Linked DNA regions of Sus scrofa: region 2 is linked to region 1. A link is a contact called in public Hi-C data. All regions are on one chromosome and are shown on one strand. Each heading gives the region's core, a stretch centred on a gene start, on an enhancer-like site or on the middle of the called end of the contact. The rest is flanking DNA. Distances are from core to core; before and after follow the strand shown.

Region 1 (4,684 bases), core at 1,774-4,273:
CCACAGAGGCAGAGAATAAAGTCATGTGACCACCAAGGAAGCCTAGGGCCAGGAGAAGCTGGAAAAGGCAAGGAACAGATGCTCCCCCTGGAGATTCTAGAAGGAACCAGCCCCGGTGTCTGGTGTCAGCCTCAGCCTAGTGATACTGATTTCCAGACTTTAGGTTTCCAGAACCATAAGAGAATAAATCTGTGCTGTTTTAAGCCGCTATGGTTGTGGCAATTTGCTACAACAGCGACAGGAAACTAATACACCATCTAACACCAGTGGCTTACTTTCTTCCTTTCTTACTTTCTACTATGTAGCCTGTGCTACATAGTAACATCCTTTATGTTTGTTTTGAATGGATTACACCTTTTATAATTGAAGTAGGTGTGTGGATAGCCATGTGCCAGATCTGCCCCATCCTAAATCTACTTGGATCATTTTTAACCAAATTTTTTGAAGGAACCGTGGCCAGCAAACTTCCTGAAGTTCAGAAACTCTCATCTGTGGAGGAAAGAAGTGTTTCTGGCAATCGCTCCTGGAGGTTTTGGCCAGTCAGCATGGACACCCTGGGCCAGGGGGCCCTCAGGTACTGCAGTAGCGACCAAGTGCTAAGCCCACTGCAGAAGCCACTGAGAATCAGTGCAGCTGGAGGTGGGGAAACCAAGATGATAGAAAGTCTGGAAAGGTATTTCACAGCCCCTGACACTGCCATCCTGAGCCCAAACATGATGTCCCCTTTTTCTGCTTCCATGCGTATTTCTTAAACGTTTCCCTTGGTGATGATATATTCCTTTCCAGTTCAGAACTGCCTTTGAAATCTGATTGTGCCTTTGTAAGCATGGTGGGAATGGGGACATGCAGTGTGATTTACCTCAGGCCTCACACACCCTAGGGAGATTCTTGGATGTCCCATCCTTAGACTGGACACAATTGTTGGAATCACATACAGCCAGGAGAATTTGCTACGTTATCAACAAGAGCAGAGGGTCAGAGGGATAGAACGAACTCAAGACAGCGAACTTTGGAAATCCAATCTCATTTAATCATCACAATTATCCATAAATTGAGGACAATATCCCAAATACAAAGATAAGCCAAAGACCTGAAAGACTTAAGTTACTTGCTGGGAGTCACCTACCTGAGGAGCAGAGCTGGGCTCCAAATCCAGACAGCTTGATTCCGAGGCTTTTTTTTTTTTTCAAACTCGCCATCCTGAAGGCAATACAGGTGCCCGAACGAAATATCCTGGGCATTCTAACCTCTCAACTCTCACCAAAAAGCCCAGCAAAGAGGAAAGGAAATCCATTCAGAATATTATTCTCAAGTGACCAGAAGAAAGAGTCTGGTTTTAAAAGCCAAGGTTTTGCTTTAAAGCTATACTCTCTACCCAGCTATTTCCTAAAGAGACGCACGTGGAGTCGAGACTGTGGCTTCGTGCATGGGTACCGGATGGGACCCACACGGCACTGTTCTGGTCATAACTCTGCCAGGGAGATATGAGATCTTCAGCATCACTCCTGTTTCATGTTACCTTCCTGCATCCAGGTATCCTCCACCTCCACCTGCCCCAGAAGGAGGGTGGCAGTGCTCAGAGCTCCAGAGGAGAGGAACAGAATGAATTCATTCTCTCTTGGGCGGGGGGAGAGGGGACTTGTTTTCTGCCATGTTGATGACATGAATGACTCAAGCTGAACATCCGTGAACATATCAGAAATCAGTTGACAGTAGTGAAGGAAAGCAAGAAAGCCTGAGTTGAGTTTATAAAGTTTTCCACTAAAGTCAGCAACAGCTTAAATTCAAACCAGGCCCAAGAAGCTTGTGTCTCCATATGAGAGGTTCATCAAAGGACTAAAAGAAAGGAAATCTGAGCCGGAGCAGGGTCTGGCCTGAAAGCTTTCAAGTGATTTCTTTCCGTAAGGAAACTATTTCCTTTGTCTGTACATGCTCAGGAAAACTGCTTTTTTGGAACCTGGTTCACCCTCAATTCAGGATGCAGTTCTTTTGACCAGTTAAAAAAATTAGAAGTATGGAAATGTCTACTGTTCTTCACACACACACACACACACGTTATAAATATACAGGACTTGTTTATTCATCCTGGAATACTATATGACTCAAATATTTAATCTGGGCTGATTTAAATGAAGTTTAATCATGGCAGGGGAGTGAAGCAGCTAGCACCCTGGAGATTCAAATTATCTATGACTAAGCATGATAAAAATCAGGGAAATCATATGCCATTGTAATATCTCCGGAAGTCCTTAAAAAAAAAAAAAAAAGGGAGTCCAACGCTCAAGTGCAGACTTCTCTTCTAAAGAAAGTAGATCGTTTAGAAAGTATTGCATTGATTAACAGCAAGAAGGCATCACCAAATTCCACCGGGAAAGGAACCTTAGCTGCTGCCCCATCATAGGCTTCCTCTTTCAGCACTTTGTTTAGACAAATGGTTCTCAAGTTCTCAGCATATTTCAGAATAAGTTCAGAGAGGTCTCCTCTCCACCCACCCAGTTTTCAACTGCCTGCCTGACTTCTCTTAAGACACCCACCCTTTGGTGGCAGCTGGGCTGGGACAGTTGCTGGATGATGATTAGGGGTTTAGCAGTGCGTATTCTAACTGCAGGTCTTAACATTATTACATGAGGCTCTCTTCTGGCTTTTGTTTCTTTTCTCCCCCCTGTTTCAGATTTTCTTTTCTTTCTTTTTTTTTCTGTAGTCTAATCAGATTCTTAGAAATTAGAGCTGGAAAGGGCTCTTAAACTTGTCTCCTCTCTCCCCTGGCAGGGCTCTGTTGTTTCCTATGGTTAAATTTCCATAGCTCCAGCCAGGCCTCCTTCTAAATGCCTCTGATCGTAGGGTTCCTACCACTCCCCCTTGAGAGACACCTCCCTCGCCTCTGAGACTCGACTGTAAGGAACACTTTCCAAATGCCCAACTGTCAAATTTCCTTTCCTTGGTCTCATGCTTCTTCTCCAGGCCTCCTCTCATTGGAGGCGGATTTGGGTTCCTGCATCCACTGCGCCCCCTGCAGGAGACACTTATTTGACAGCTATATAGAGCAATAGCTATTTTTAAGTGGCTTCTCATTGGGAGAAATGAGGGTCAGATTCTGGATAACCCATCTGTGGGCCAGAACGATAAGGTACTCAATTCAGGAGACTTTTACATTTACATCTGGAGTGGAGAAACTCTGTAAACGGAATACAGTTGAAATTTTGCCCGTTAGCTGCCCTTATTTGCATTAGCTAGTTAGTGGAAATTTAGTAGGACTGATAGCCTTCCTTTCTGCTTATTAACAAGGCGATTGGCTTGATCACTGAGGTGACTGGGTGCCTCTGGGTACTTTCTAGGAGCTGGTCCTTCAGTGTTGGGAAAGGGGTGTCCATGAACCTTCTCTGCAGAAAGGATCCCATACAATGCTCACTGTGGACATGGTAGAATGTTCTGGCTGATGGCCCAGACTCTGACACCCCCAAACCACTGGTGGAAATTGGTTCCCAGTCAGCCTTTCTCCATGAAACTCTAGACTCAGGAAACTTTCAAACAGATCCTGGAGGTTTAGAATAAAGAACGCTTCTCAAAATGAATTAATAACAAATATAAGAGGGATTTATGACTGCTTCTGAAAACCTGAGTAACCTAGGAATCACATCAGGATTTGCAGAGAGGGAAACGTATTGTCTTTTCACTCTAGTTGGCGGGAAAAAACAGCTATTCTTGGAAAACCTAGAGACCTGCCTGATTACAAATTTACAATTTCCTTCCTTATAGTACTGAGGAAAAAATATGTTCATTAATGAAAAATTGTGTGCAGCTTCCTTTACTTCTGTCACGTTACGCATGTCAGTTGTGTCATTCCTACTGCCTTTCTTTGGGTCTCTTTGGGGTGATTGCCGAAAAGCTAATAAAGTTTGGGGAGGCAAGGCAATTGCCCAGCCGAATGGAAATGTTATTTCAGGAGGAAGAGCTTAACACAAGAGAATCCTCTTCTCTTTTGAGTGAATGCTCTTCTCTTTCTGCCCTCGTGTCTCAGTTTTACACATTTTGCCTTAGCAGTCGCTTTCATTTTGAAAACATCCTTTTCTTGCTTGCTTGGCCCGGACCAACCCAGGTGGGGAAAAGAATTTTGCTTTTAAATATCTTGTTACACCAACAGTCCTTTTCCCCTTAGCAATAATTTTCATCTTCAAACTCATTTTGGGCATAGGAGTGATTCCCAGGATGGGATCCCCAAACACCTAGAGGTCCTGAGTGTAGTAATGGGAGACTGTATATTTTACATATTTCAAAAAGCCTAATGGAAATCACATATTTACTCAGAACAGGGCTGCAGAAGAAATCAGTAGACTTTCTTTGATTTGGCTAGAAAGAGGCTAGAAATGTACCAAGTCCTGTGTGTTAAGGATGGTTAGCTTGTGTAGCTGGGAGCAATGCTGTGGTTATCGCAGAGATTAGCAGGAATGATTAACAGATGTCAAGTTGTCCCTATAGCCCCATTCCTTTGTGCGTAGATTAAAAACTTTGGAGCAAATAATCTGAGGAGACGCGGGGGAGGGGTGTGGAGAGGCAATTTCTAAATGGGAGTTTAAGGAGGAGAAAGTCAAGAATCCGGCTCTGTAATGGTCCTTAAGTGACCCTCCATCCTGCAGGGTCAGTCTTTGCCTTTGAAGCCTTACCAGAAGAAAGGGAAGTTTTATGA
Region 2 (4,240 bases), core at 656-3,155, 290 kb before region 1:
TTGACTCAGGGATCTTTGGGTGTTTGAAGACAGTTTCCACCTATATTTCTTCTGATGGAAGACAAGCCTTCTAGCTGAACTAATTGCTTAGTTTCTCTGAATTAACTCTAAATTATTGTAATCCCGTGTCTGAAGCTCAAAATCATAATTTACTCTTGCGAGACCGTATTTAATCCCACTACTTTTATTTGTGAATGACCATACCAAGGGAGATTGTCTAATAAGATGATCACATTCAAATATTCCAGATGAGAACTTGGGGAGGCTTTCATAAACCAAAATGCTGATATGGAACATTTATTCATTTTGTCATCTTTAATTGATGTGTTTTCCAAAGGAGTGTGGAACCACTCACGTCAATGAAATGCTTGCACTTTTGTGTTTTTGCTCTAGACAGAGGGTCAAATAGAGAATCTGATGTGAGCAATGGACAACATTCAGCGAGAAAATTTTCACCAGGGCATTATTTATGGCAGAATGTGAAAGGAAGAGCCTAAATTTCTTATCATTCAATTATGTCTTGGTTGACTTCTATGTTAGAGCCTCAACATTTTGGCAAGTCTCTTAGTAGTTGTAATAAAGTGACTAATGTTGTCTCTTTTGTAACGTAGTTTCATTTCTGGCCTTTCCTCAGGCACCCCACAAAGCTTTATGTTCCATCTAAATCAAATGTGACTAGTGTAAACATAATGGGCTATAGTGACAGAGATGAATCCATTTATCTATCCATTCATGCACCGATTCATCCTTTCATTCAAGAATATGGCCTGCGATGCATCAGACACTGAACACTTAGTAGAAATTGCTCTAGTTAAAATTTGGTAGCAAACAGTGGTATCGCACCTCCCTGTGTACTCATTTGCAATCTGTACTCCGGGCTCCCAGCAAGGGGCCCAGGATTAAGAGCAAAGAACGCCTGTTTCACAGGTGTTAGTGCTTGGAATGATTGGTGAAATTTAAATTTGGACTCAAACCCCAGCTTTCTAAGGTGTTCATAATCGTCCAGATAGTCTGATATTAATACATAGGTCAATATGGGGGAACAAAGAACAGAACTGGCCTTTCAGAAAAGGCCAGCAGCTAGGCCAGAGCTTCTGAATGTCAAGCTGCAGTTCTCTTGATATTATTACTAATTAGAGCACCTCCTTCAGTTACTGTGGGTGCTTATAAACTAGAGACTGCATGCAGTTCATGAATTTGGCTGCTTTTCCGTAGCTGCTATGAAAATTGCAAACAAAATTGCTTTTCATTTTGCTTTGACAGGCAGTTTTAATTTTATTCATCATTTTAGCAAATTGTATAACATTTCAGTTGTGTGCGGCATTGCCTTTGTCTTTTTTGCACTGTATTTATGCTGAAAGTATGAAAACAACAATAAAGAAGATACCAATAATAGCGTCTTGTAGTAAAAAGGGCTTATTAAAAGGATATTTTCTGCCTGGGTGAAAAACTTCCTTGAACATGTCATAAATAGTTTATAACACACAGAGCTACACTTTTATTGTCTGTAGAAGTTGACTGTCTAGCTAGCCACATTTTTAAAATTAAAAAGTAATTTCCCGTCAATTTTGAATTTATATTCTGTTTACCCAGACCGTGCTCCTGCCTAATTAGACAATGGCCATCTTTTTGAAGTCATCAAAGAGACCAAGGCAATCTTAGACCGCCCAGGAGTGTTGAGGGTGCATGGGGAGTGGGCTGGCGAGGGAAGAATGGGGAAGCTTGTAAAGATTTAGCGGATAACAAAGTATATACATTCTCCTTTCGTAGAAACATTACAAATACCGTAACAGCCAATGGGTTGGTTTTATATTCTGTGCTTCCCAAGCTCTTCATTGTGGTTTCGGCAATATGAGGAGCCCTGCAAGCAGGCAATAAAAACAGCAGACTTGGTGCTCGTCTCCTTCGTTGACGCCTCCTGCACAAGGCAAGTTCTGTTCAAATCATCACAGAGGGCTGGTATGGCACACCCTCTAACCTCAGCTGCAAAGGGCTTGCAGAGGGAGGAGGGTCCTTTCTGCCAGGGCTTTTAAAGAAAATAATGTTTATTCACAATACTTTTTAGGACATAAAGACTTTAAGATTTACAAGATTGCTGGTAAGGATGATTCATAACCGAAGTCCAGTTTTCCTTAGGGATTAACCACCATGGTTTGTTTTTTGTTTTTCTAGCATAGCAACTGAATTTCATCATTCATTTTGTCATTTAGCAATAGAAGACAACTTCACCAAAGAAGCTCACAGTACGGGTAAAATTGGAAGTAAATGGAAGCCATATGTTGTAGCTATAATTCCAAGCCTAAAAAAAGCTATAGTTTGGGCTATTGCCTTTTATTCTAAGTGGAAAGAAGGTGAAGAATGCTTTTGTTATCAGTAGCCCTAGGTTTAAAAAAAAATAGTTATCTATTTTGTTAATGGCTGTACGAAGAGCACATGACCAAAGTGTTCAGAGCAAGGCTGATGTCTGGCAGTAATCCATTTCTTAACTTATGTACAACTGTGGAGTTATTAATGCTAGTCAGGTTATGTGCAAGGATTCAGGAAAATTCTTTATTCCTCATTGACTCCTGACAGTTATTGTACCTAGGAACTGGGTAACGTGTTCTGAAGTGAGCAATTATGGAAATGTTTACTTCACTGGCTGCATGTAAATGTGTGCAGAGAATGTACCAGAATTTTTCCTTGGGGGTATTTAATTCTCTCCAGGGCAATGAAAATCAAATGATTTCTTTCTTTCTTTCTTTTTTTTTTTTTCAAAGCTTTTTTTTTTTAAAGTCTTATAATGCAGTTGAATAATGATGAATGCAGTAGAGGAAAAGGAGAGAGGGAGAGAAAGGAAGAAAGGAGAAAGAGTGAGCTACCAAAGGATCTGGAAAACAGATTTCACCATGGAAGCTGAGACCCCAAAGGAAAGAGTTGAGGGTGGAACTGGGCAGAAGGCGCGCCCTGGGAGAGACCAAAGTTTGCCGGGGAAAATGATGGCAAATGACTACTCTAGTATTCCGCGTTGGTACAGTGGTGCTTGTAGTACATTTATCTTTGTAAGAACTTAAGCAATTCATTCAGTATTGTTCACATCGAAGGGTATCACATTTGCTTGTTAATTAAATGCAGTATCAGCGCTTGCTGTCCCTGAACAGTTGGGAGAAAAATCCAAATATGTATGCAGAGTTATGAAATTTCTGTGCATGCAAATGGATTTTGTACAAATCACAACCAGATTATTAATGTTACACAGTCGAGGTTTTCTTCTTCTTTTATGTTTTCCCCTCCTGTCATCTACCAGGCTCGCAAGTCCTCTTATTGCAACGATGGAGAAGCATTTTTGGGATTCTTTCTTTCCTGAGAGGAAAAAAATCATGGGAATTAAGAGATTTAATGGGAATCAGAATGAGCTCTTTCCAGCACTGTGACATTTCTAAAGCAAATGAGTTCTGTGAAGGTCCATTATAGAGAGATTCAGGCGGGTGGACTCCAAATGCCTAAGCATCCAACAAGAAGTTGGATACCTGTGTGTGGATCGGAGGTCACCCAGCACTTAGTTAGAGGAAACTGGCTGCTGTTTCTAAAGTACTAGTTGTCCCAAAGTCATTTTTAAAAATGTCCTGCAGATATTTCTTACAGTAGTGAAAGTAAATATTAGTCTAAATGGGCCTCTGTGGTCATCTGCCTGTCATTAGAATAGAGTTAGATTACATTAATAAGCAGTAGTCGCCAACCTTTACACTCGTTTTTCTTCTTCTTCTTCTTCTTCTTCTTTTCTTCTTCCTGGATTTCTCCTGAATTTCTTAAGGAGGGGTTTCATAAAAAGGGTTTTTATGTCTTGCAGAAAATTGAGTTTTGTAGACATTACCTAACTCTTGATTTGTCACACTGGGATCAATAACATTTCGCTGCTCTTAAACACACAGAATCACAGGGGACACATAATGTTTTTTATAAGTGCAGTAAAGTTAACGTGTTGTTGAAACAAAAACTCCTCTGACAGTCCTGTAATAAGTACACTCTGAAACTAGCAAATTATCTGTAATACTAGGAAAGGCAGGAAGAGTGCTTAAGAGTACAATGTGTACGTTGTTGGCATTAGGCGCTGCAAGAATAAGAAATTAGGATTCGCCGCTCTCTCCCCTTGCATGTCACAATGATTACGGAGAGTCAGTTTCCTCAGCAGAGAAGCCGGCCCGGCCCCCCAGGAGTGTTTCTTGAGGCTACATTTTTTACCAAGTTTGCTGCGTGTGTT

Evidence for each region. A called contact is a pair of places that touch in the nucleus more often than the background predicts.
Region 2: a Hi-C map of embryonic fibroblasts shows a contact between it and region 1, with 2.9 times the contacts expected there. The contact joins two enhancer-like sites. A contact is called at or near these places in 3 of 47 Hi-C or Micro-C datasets (adipocytes, embryonic fibroblasts and heart right ventricle).

The regions. Positions count from the first base shown.
Region 1 is chr6:109,762,765-109,767,448 of Sscrofa11.1, reverse strand. No RefSeq gene overlaps it. Among named protein-coding and RNA genes, the nearest start is that of ZNF521, 360 kb to the left of the region's middle. Within about 2 kb of position 3,023, at least 4 of the 83 cell types and tissues checked have an H3K27ac peak or open chromatin away from gene starts, as enhancers often do.
Region 2 is chr6:110,055,891-110,060,130 of Sscrofa11.1, reverse strand. All of the region lies in intron 2 of ZNF521 (zinc finger protein 521), which reads left to right. Among named protein-coding and RNA genes, the nearest start is that of ZNF521, 65 kb to the left of the region's middle. Within about 2 kb of position 1,905, at least 10 of the 83 cell types and tissues checked have an H3K27ac peak or open chromatin away from gene starts, as enhancers often do.